3 separate regions of the Zea mays genome follow, and all the other regions are linked to region 2. The links are chromatin contacts, called in public Hi-C maps. All regions are on one chromosome and are shown on one strand. The core of a region is the stretch at or near the end of the contact, and the rest is flanking DNA. Distances in the headings are between cores, read along the strand shown.

Region 1 (3,259 bases), core at 423-2,922, 220 kb after region 2:
TTCTAGAATCCAGATCTCTAGAATCTAGATTTTGGATAATAAAATCTTTGCCTGTATGAGTCACTTCATCTCTACTTTAAAGGTAGAGTATATGAGTACAAATTGAATGTAGTAAATGATCTTGTACTGGTCCCGCATTTCATCGCCACCATCCTCCTGATACACAACATGATTAGCATCACTTACGTACTAACATGACAGTAGAATTCCAAGTGTTTACCTGCATGTCAGAAGTCCACAAGGTGAGGTTGTCACGAAGAAGCTGCATGATGAGGGTGCTATCCTTGTACGACTCTTCCCCAAGACCATCCAACTCTGAAATAGCTTCGTCGAATGCCTGGAACCAAAGCCCTCAAATCATAAAGGGTTAATTGGGTATGTGCCATTATAATTTTCTATATATTTGATATGTGCCACTAAACTTTTTAAGCTTGCAAATGCCATTAAACTTTTAATCAAATCTAAAATAAACCATTATCTGCGGTTTAGTTCCAAACAGACCCACCACTATACATGTATTTTTCGTATTTCCCTTTGTATCATTGCCCGAACACAATTGTTATTTTGCTGTTACGAAGGCATCACGTCTCTTTGGGTCTCACCAGTTACGAACACGATTACTGTTACAAATGCATCACATCTTCTTCAACATGATTGTTGTTTTGCTGTTACCCAGTCGTCAGAGCCTTGCTGGTGAACAACGCCTAGTGAAATCTTGTGAAGAAACAGTCCAACAGAGTAACATGCTACCATCTGAGCAGAACTAGGTACCAAAATTGCAACACACATGTACAAATCATGAACTGTCAACAATAGAATAACCAATTGTGACCATAGCAAAAAATCTTCTGTTTCTGAATAAAAATAGCAAAACCGGTGTCGTGTTCGTAAAAGCAAGGGCAAGGGTAGAAAGAGAAATACGAAAATATACTGGTGGGTGGGTCTGTTTGAGACTAAACTGTTGACAATGGTTTATTTCAGACTTAATTAAAAGTTTAATGGCACTTTTGCAAGCTTAAGAAGTTTAGTGGCATATATCAAAACATAGAAAATTATAATGGCACAGACACAATTAACCCAATCATAAAACAGCATGTCATCCCTCAAGTCACCAGGAGAAGGGGAACATGCTTGACCAGCGAGCAGGCACGGTCTGGCGAGTTGAGGATCTCGTAGTAGAAGACGAAGAAGTTGAGGGCGAGGCCGAGCCTGAAGGGATGCGTGGGCGGCAGCTCCTTGACGGCGATGTCCTTTATACGTACGTATTAATAATTAAGATAAGACAAGTCTCGTTTAGCGAGAGGAGAGAGACAATCCATGACTGCCTGCCGAACTGCTACCTGTGCAGCCTGGTAGGCGGCGAGCGTGGAGTCCGCGGCGTCCTTGCGCTTGGCGCCGGTCTTGAACTCAGCGAGGTAGCGGTGGTAGTCCCCCTTCATCTTGAGGTAGAAGACCCTGGCGTCCACGGTCGCCGCCGCCGGCACGAGGCGCTCGTCGAGGAGGCGTAGGATCCCCGCGCAGATCCCGGAGAGCTCGGCCTCGACGCGCGCGCGGCACCCCTAGCGACGGCGGGGAGCGAGGACCATGACGACCTGCAGCGCTGGGGCGAAAGGAGGCGACGAGACGTAGTACCGACCAGAAGGATGCGTCCAAGGCAAGACTGTGTCGTCATGATATAGCCGTTGATTAGAAATCCGACGTCTAGAAATATTTGAGCCGACGTGGACAACGTTATAGACGTCGTTTCCGTCCGGCTTTAAAGATAAGGAAATTTGCTCTCGCGCTTGTGTGTGAGACACTGTCAGCCGGGGATCGCTGCTGGCTCTGGCTTGCTGAGGAGCGGCGGACCTCGTGGGGCCACTCGTTCAGGACCAATGTGTCTAGAGATGGCAATGGGTAAAAACCGCTGGGTATTACTTGCCCAAACTCATACCCACGAAGAAAAAATACGCCCGCTAAAAAACCCATACCCATGACAGGTATAAAATTTTGCCCAAACCCATACCCATGCGGGTTTCGGGTACCCAACGGGTTTCCCATACCCACTAACATCAACATAAAAAATAATTCAGCATGTAAATGACAATCAATACATTAATAAGCTAGCATAAAAGGAACAAATGATAACTAATTTTAGCCTAAAATTTATTACATGAAGTTTATTTCAATTAGAACATATTCAATTAATAATATTTTGAGACATATTTATAAGGAATGTTGATTTTAAGGCGGGTTTTAAAAACCCATGTGTTTGCGGGTATGGGTAGTGGAAGAACAAATCCATGCCCACGTACCCGTTGGGTTTCCATTTGAACCCATTAACAAACCCATGGATAGAGAAATTGACCCAAACCCATACCCTAAGGGCCAGTTTGGAAGTCCAAAACCCGGAGGGGATTCAAGGGGCTAAAATTCCCTTCTTATTCAAAATTGAATAAGGAGAAGATTTTAGCCCCTCCAATTCCCTTCGGGTTTGAGGCTCCCAAACTAGCCCTAATAGAGCAAAAATCCACCGGGTTTCGGGTAGCGGGTACCTATTGCCATCTCTAAATGTGTCTTTTCCTAGTCGTTAGCACGGGCTGGGCTTTCGTGGGCCGGGAGTGGGCGACGAACGATGGCTGGCTGGCCGTCCGTGATTGTTTTGGAACGGGCAGCGTGTTTGGTTGGTGCCTGTGCTGTGCCGCCGTTCGTCTCTGGGTAGCGTAGCGACGGCGCCACGGCGGCTTCCGGCTCGTGCGCGCGCGCGCGTGTCCGGGCGAGAAGAGCTGCCAAGGGATGGAGGCGCTGAGGAAGCAGGCGAGCAAGTTCAAGGAGCAGGTCGCCAAGCAGCAGCAGGTTCCTCCGGATCCCGCTCTCTGACATCTGATATTCTTCGTCCCGCGCATCTCGGTTCTGTACAAAATGTGCATGATTTGGGCGGTGTTTGGTTGCTCAATGTCACGCGAGGCTGCCGCCGGGATGTGCCTGAGAGATTGCTTTCCCGGTTTAGGGGGTCTCGGGGTTGTCATGTAGCTGGATCTCAGGGTTCCAACGCGAATTTGCATTTCTTGTACCGCGTGGATCTGCGAGCCCTGGGGGTCGGAGAGACCTGTTTTTTTAGGATGCACTATATCTTTTTGTGTTCTGTTGTAGCTTGCTAATTTGGAATGTGAATTGTTTATTAATCATTATAGCTCTAGTGTCAAGCGGACGTTGCAGTTCATTGATTCCATGGCTGCGGAAAATTAGTTACCATAAGGTTTTGTGTTTGGAGCAGAGG
Region 2 (3,449 bases), core at 821-3,320:
CCTTCTTACCATTACAGTTTTCTGTGACTTCAGTGAAGTCATCCCAAACAACAGATCGATGTTTACCAGTGCCAGAAGAAGTCAATGAATCAAGTTCATTAGAGCCAGCAGCATCACTTACCAGTCTGGGATTATGAGTGCTATCGACACCGAACAAGGCAGCAGCAGCATCTCTCATGTCGTCGACGTCATCGGGAAACTGCCCTAACTCAACGAGCTCCTCGTTGATGGTTCCAGGGTACCGACCGTTGTTGTCGTCGTCATCCATAACCCACTTCTATCTTGGCACCGTACCTCGACGACACTAGCGGCACTAGCACGACCAAGTAGTCGGCCGGCGACCTACCAAAGTCCACAAGCAAGCAGCGAAGAGGAGATTTGGGTTAGAGAATGCCGACTGGGGAGTGGGGACTGGTGAGGAAGAGTGACATACCTGCCAAGCCGGAGCCCGAAGCTAAAGACGAGGGTCAAGTGCACGACGATGGACGACGCGAGAGGGAGAGCCAGAGAAGAGGAGATTAGGGTTAGGGTTAGGGAGAGGGACTTATCTGCCAAGCCACAGCCCGGAGCCGGAGACTATGATGTGGAACGGCGGGAGGGAGAGCTGGAGTCCAGAAAAGAGGAGATTAGGGTTAGGGATTTCTGATTAGGGTTAGGGATTTCACCGATGGAGAGCCGAAGTCTGGAGAGGGGCGCCGCACGGAAGGGGGCCGGTGACGAAGATCCGGCAGAGACTACGGCGACGGTCGACGGTGAGGCAGTGAATAGCAGGCGGAGCACGGCGTGGAGCGACGGAGAGGCCGAGAGGCGAGAGGGACTGAGAGAGCGGACAACGGATGAGTGGAGAGTGTCGAGTGGAGAGGGAGGCCGGGCTTATGCCCCGCTCCCCGTTACTGGGCCGGTCCTTATTTTCTCCTTCATGCAGCGTTTTTCTCTAAATTATCCTACTATACCTCACTGCAACCATAAAATATCATTTGTAACTCTATTCATCATTTATTACCAAATTTTTCTCAACTAGGGAGGTGTTTGTTTGGAATTATAATATGATCAGATTATATAATCCAACAAAATTTGAACTAACACTTAGTTCTAACGAACACTTGCGTGCACGGATAGCGAGGCAAGGGGGCATCTAGCGGGCTTGCTCCACTTGTATTATTGTGCTTAGATTGTCTCCAACGGATAGTGTAAAATTGGGGCTACTGGATTGTAGATGATATTGTTTTTAGAGTGAATTTTTTTTTAAAAAAAATATGATAGAGGATGAGTCATGAGATATGGAATCTGACGAAGGTAAAAGTAGAGGAGCAACTAGTGTGTGTCGTTGCAGAGCTTAGGGCTTCTTGTAGCCGCTACAGCACCGCATCGGGAGGGGATGCGACAAGCATCTAGTGACCCTACCTATTGTCGTCAGATTGTACGTAAGTGCGGCGAGCAGAGGCGATGCATGTTTGGATCTTTTGTGCGGCGGATGCACCGGTGTGGCTCGGAGCAGAAGCGATGCATCATACTCGGTCGGTTGCACGAGGAGACAGAATTTCAAATATGTTTGACCTAGTGAGATTGAGACGCTGGTATAGCAGCTCGAGGACACGAGGCACTTGTGAAACTGTATGTCGAGCCCGGTATACACCGGATCGGATCGTGCCCGTACTTCTATCGGTCTAGTATTTTCTGGCCAACTACGTATACTATACTCCTCCGCCTTCGGTCCTTTCTCCTCGTCCTCCACTCCTCTCTTCTGAGGTCGACGGCGGCGGATGGATGGGGCACGGGCGCCGCGGCAAACAAGCGTGAGGCAGCCACACAACACTACCAGCTAGTTCATCGCCACCACGCGCCGACTAACTGCCGTGTGGCGCCCACTCGGCACAGGCCGAGCCTCTTCTGACGCCACTGCTTCGATCGACGATCGGCCAGGAAAGCCTCCCGTGCGCTCTACCAATCGGAAATCGCCACATTTGCCATGAGCCTGCCCGCTGCCGCTCCCGGGAATCCGTCCAGGTGCGATGAATCCAGCCTCCCGCGCCCGACCTATATGTAAACCACCCGCCCGCTTCCACCTTACGCCACAGGAAGGGGAAAAAAAACGCAGGTGCCCAAAACACGTTCGCCCCAGAGAATTGAAAACTTACCACTGCGAATTCAATTCGAAAGCCTCAGACCCAGAGAGCTTCCCATGGCATCCGCTACCACCTCCATCTCGTCGCACCCTGCCGCCCTCCGCGACGTCAAAGGTGAGAGAGAGGTTTTCTATATCCTCCATTCTACCATACCGGCTTTTAATTTCTGTATAGGTTTTAATTGCGGAGAAACATTTGCTCGGATCCGACGGTTTAGCCAGTGAAATGCGGCGGCTTCGCGACAGAATTCACCCGCATTCGAAAGCAAGCCACGGCCTTGCAACCGGACCGGCCTAACGCTTCTCTCTCTCCCCTTTTTTTGGCCGCGCAGCTGCGAGGATTGGTGGCGCGCTGAGGCAGGTGGGCGTGGCGGCGCGTGGCCAGCGCGCTCGGGCGGTGCCCCCGCTGCGCGCGGCGGAGCCTGCGAGGCGGCCGGTGGCGGCCTCCGCGGCCGCGGCGCCGCCGGCCGCGCCCGTGGCCGACGAGGCGGCGGTGGACTACGAGGCCCTGGCGCGCGAGCTTGAGGGCGCGTCGCCGCTGGAGATCATGGATCGGGCGCTGGCCATGTTCGGCTCCGAAATCGCCATCGCCTTCAGGTGAGCAGCACGACGTCCTCTCTCTCGTGCCATCCACTCGTGAGTCGTGACGGGTTCGGGTCCTCGCTGCTTCCCCCGCGTGCCCGTTAGCCTGTATCACCGCTGGTGCTTGTGGAGGAATGGGGGTTTTTGGCGCGGCGACCTGCATCCGGTATCCTCGCGGCATCTTCCGAAATCCGAACGTGTGGCCGTAGAGATTCCTAGCATCCTAGACCATCTCGCTGGCCACTGCGGTGTGGGTCCCACATGTGTGCCTCAGAAACGGCATAGGACTATTATTATAGCTAACGCTAGTGTTCGATTGTTTATGGTACTCGATCAGATGCTGTAATCCAATCAGGTTTAATGGATGTTTGGTTTCTAGTGACTAATTTTTAGTCCTTTTATTTTATACCATTTTAGTCTTTAAATTAGAAAAATATGAAAACAAAATTATTTGAACTAAAATAGAATAAAAAGGACTGACTAAAAATTAGTCTTTATAAACTAAACATCTAATTAGCTAGGCTCCCTTTGATGCATATGCTAACGTAGCCAAGCTTGAGGTGTCTAGGTTCATTGAACCTGGTGTACGAGTTTGTGTTTCGACTTTCGACCAGACACCAGAGCATGGCCCCACCACCCACGCGCAACCGAACAACCATGTTCGTTTTGTTTGACTATGGCCGGTTTGGCACGATTCCGGCTTTTTTAAAAATGACTTCGATCTAGCTTTTCTTTAAGAATA
Region 3 (3,376 bases), core at 363-2,862, 190 kb before region 2:
CGTTACACACCAAATTCACTCACGTCAAAAGTAAAATGAACTGAAATAACTCTTCAATGGCCAACAAATCGCAATAAGATATTTCATTATCCATTCAATACCTACATATACGACCAAAGCCTAGCAATCTGACCTCAAATTGCTCGAACGAGCGATATGCATTCCTGGCAAGCTTCTTCCTGACGGTGCTGAAGTCCATTGGGTGCTCAATCACATCGTGGTAATCAGGCAGCTGTCCCATTCAATAACCACGATCAATACTCAACAGCTCCCTACCAAACAAAATGGCAACTCCAAGAAACATGGCAAATGAGTATGGGTTTGGGGCTCTTACCTCCTCTGGATCCACAGGCTCCGCAAACACTCCATATGTATCCTTCCTGCGGAATAGAACAGTGGCAAAAGGGAAGAAATCGCGCTCATTAAAACTTGATGCAACAAATACCATCTTGCGTTTCCGACAAAGATGTGTGAAACACGCACTTTTGAAGTTTCTCGAGAATCATCTCCAGCGCCTTCCGGTCCGGCAGTGGCGTCGTCCTCGCTGTCCCTGAATCCACCAAGCGGGAAAAAACAAATAAGATTTCCACGAAGAAAGGCGCTCAAAAATCAATCATCGAACAAGCAGAGGCCGAGCAAGCGGAAAGCAAATCGGACCTGGCACCGAAGACCGCTTCGTCCGCGGCGCGCTCGCGGGGTCGCTCCTACCACCAGCAACAACCTGGAAGAAGCGCAGATCTAGCGTTAGCGAGCAGCTGCGCGGTGAAGCAAAGGCAAGGCTGGCGGCTTATCAGGGGGGCATGGCCCACCTCGCGATGGCGAGATCTGTCGGCGCGCGGCTCGATCCGGCGCTTCTTGGGCGGCTTGACCTGCTCCTCGTCGCCGCTTCCGTCCCCGGCCAGGTCATCAGCCCCGTCGGAGCCGTCAGAGTACTGTGGGGGGAGTGGGGCCCGGCGGTGATTCTGGTCCGGGGGCAGCTGAGAGAGCTTGACGACGAGCTTGAGCTTGCGCCGGCGCCGGTCGGAGACCGAGGAGCCGGCGGCGCCACCGTCGCATCCGGAGTCGGAGCTGGACGGCTCCGGCGACAGCCCCCGCTGGCGGGGGCGAGAGGGTGAGGAGGACGGCGAGGAGGGGAAGGGGAAGAAGTCGTCGACGAGCGGGCGGGAGGAGGGGGCGGCGGCGCGGCGCGGGCGGAGCGAGCGGCGGGGCGGCGGCGACGGCGAGCGGCCGCCGCCGCCGCGGTGGTGGTGGTGGAGCAGCAGCATCTGGGACGAGGCGGCGGCGGCCCTCCGGCGCGCGGGCTGGTGCTGGTTCTGGCGCCTCTCCGGCGATGGGGATGGCGACGGCGATGGTGACGGCGACCGCGGCATGGCTGCCTGCCTGCTGCCGTCCGCGTCTTGGCCTCCTTGGGGTTTGGTTCGCCTGCCTTCTCTCTCTCTCTCTTGCTCGCCTTTTTTTTTTTGTTTGTTTAGCAATTCTATCGCTTGCGTCTCTGCGTGTGCATCTCCCCTCCCTCTCTCTCTCTTCCCTAGCTTCCACACACTCTCTCTTCCTATCCCTATCTCTTCTCTCTCCTAGCGACTTGCACCAACCACTACGGCTATCAGTCTACTTTTGCTGCTCTCTTTCTCTCTCCTCCGGGAGGACGATGAGCTTGGTCCATGGAAGGGTGAGATTATTGCCGACTGCTGCTGGTACATCAGAATTGAATTAGCGTATAACTTCTGCCAGAGCTTTGTCGACGGAGTACTGATAAACATCTTAAAGAGCAAAAGGTTTTGATAAAAAAAATACATAAATACACTAGCTACACAATGTACGTGCTATTAAATGATTAGATACATTTTGAGATTTGTACACGTTTCTTGTGCTTCAGCGTTCCACACAAACCACTCAGGTTTTGAGCTTGCAATGTTCTCTTAATCTTAGAACCACTCTCAGGTTTCATGTTGGAATGATTGTTCTTTTTCCATGTTAATCTAGATTGTTGCTTCCCTTGGTCAAACTTAAGGATGCGCTTTGACATCCAGGTATTCATTGTCTTGGTAAAAAAATTTCCCTAATTCAAGAGTGCCTATAATTAAATAACCAAATGTAGAATTTGCACAGCACGTTAACTATAGAAGACCAGCACGCGGGTGGCATCCTCTCTACGCATAACACTTCTTTTCGCTACGTATGAATTTCAACAAACACCAGGCTACACTTTGGTTGCTTCCCTGTACTGTTTGAGTGGTTATAGATAAAAAAAACAAAAAGGAGCGCGTATTTGAGTCTTTCCCGTTTGCCGCCAAAGAGCCTCCGGGACAGTAGACAGATCTAGGGTTCGGTGCACTGGTGCATGCGCCAGGTCCACGTAGCGGCCAGCCAGACCGCGTCGCTTTCATATTTTTTTTCTCTCTCTCCTCCAATTTTTCTCCGCTCGGCTTTCGATCTGCTCTGACAGCACGACAATTTCTGGTCCTTTTCATATTCGATATATATATATATTAAAAATACATGCTCGTCTTTGCCGGGGTCCAGCTCCTCCTTTCCCACATGGCCTGCTAGGGGCACACGCTTTGCTTTACACCAGGAAATTTCGCATGGCCTCCTCGCGCTTTCTATTGCCGCTGCGCCTCTAATCTTTTGTTGACTAGCGAGCGAGCACATGGTGTCGGTATTCAATGCCTGAGCGCAAAAGCCGCGGCAAATCTATTGTTTAAGCCAAATATTCTGATGAGTAAACCAGAGTGTGGGTGGGTGTCTTTGAGTGGAGCGAGAAGAATTGTCAAATATTCTGAGTAAACAGTGACAAGTGGCGTGCAATTTGGGGTGGCCTTGGAACGAAACTCTAAATTGACCCTGAATTAAGTGTGAAATTTGCAAAACATCCTCCATTGTTTGTTTCTTCTTACACTTTCGATAGCCTCATTCACATTTTTCTAATCTGATTCGAAGACTAAATTAATTCATGTACATACGTACACAGTACGCATAAGATGTATTAGCATGGTGTGAAATTGGAGTTGTTTATCTAATGGACTGATTATCGTGCTGCACGAAACCACCCAGCGTCCCGACTAGTGCTGAGAATATGAGTCGGGGTTTTCGGGCCAGCACGAGCACGGCCGAAAATAAGAGCCCAAAGCATGACACAGCACGAAATAATATGGGTCGGGCCCCCGCACGGCACGCATAGATGGGCCGGGCTTGGGCCGGCACGGCCCAATTAAGCCCAATTTATTTAATTTCTTTAATTTAGTAAAATATTGACTTTATATTGTTGTTATATTTAGAGTTTATGTGGTCAAATGATGCTAAAATTGTTTAATATCTTTAATTTAGTAAGCTATGAACTTTATATAGTTGTAATATTTTGATTTTATGTGGTCAA

What was found. A called contact is a pair of places that touch in the nucleus more often than the background predicts.
Region 1: a contact with region 2 is called in a Hi-C map of ear, with 2.7 times the contacts expected there. The contact joins the promoter of LOC103649247 here to the promoter of LOC103647705 in region 2. A contact is called at or near these places in 2 of 25 Hi-C or Micro-C datasets (ear and tassel).
Region 3: a Hi-C map of endosperm shows a contact between it and region 2, with 3 times the contacts expected there. The contact joins the promoter of LOC103649249 here to the promoter of LOC103647705 in region 2. A contact is called at or near these places in 3 of 25 Hi-C or Micro-C datasets (bundle sheath, endosperm and leaf).

What each region holds. Positions count from the first base shown.
Region 1 is chr2:208,962,851-208,966,109 of Zm-B73-REFERENCE-NAM-5.0, reverse strand. LOC103649247 (14-3-3-like protein GF14-A) reads right to left here and starts at 1,672. Exons shown (of 5, transcript XM_008673560.1): 1 at 1,637-1,672; 2 at 1,341-1,559; 3 at 1,128-1,250; 4 at 221-337; 5 at 61-156. The coding sequence starts at 1,672. The coding sequence ends at 61. LOC100284220 (clathrin binding protein) reads left to right here and starts at 2,575. Exons shown (of 10, transcript NM_001157115.1): 1 at 2,575-2,835. The coding sequence starts at 2,776.
Region 2 is chr2:209,184,186-209,187,634 of Zm-B73-REFERENCE-NAM-5.0, reverse strand. It overlaps LOC103647705, which reads left to right and starts at 2,070. Exons shown (of 4, transcript NM_001112335.2): 1 at 2,070-2,240; 2 at 2,458-2,722. The coding sequence starts at 2,183.
Region 3 is chr2:209,371,350-209,374,725 of Zm-B73-REFERENCE-NAM-5.0, reverse strand. It overlaps LOC103649249, which reads right to left and starts at 1,612. Exons shown (of 9, transcript XM_020548573.3): 1 at 810-1,612; 2 at 658-721; 3 at 484-550; 4 at 335-380; 5 at 134-232. The coding sequence starts at 1,370.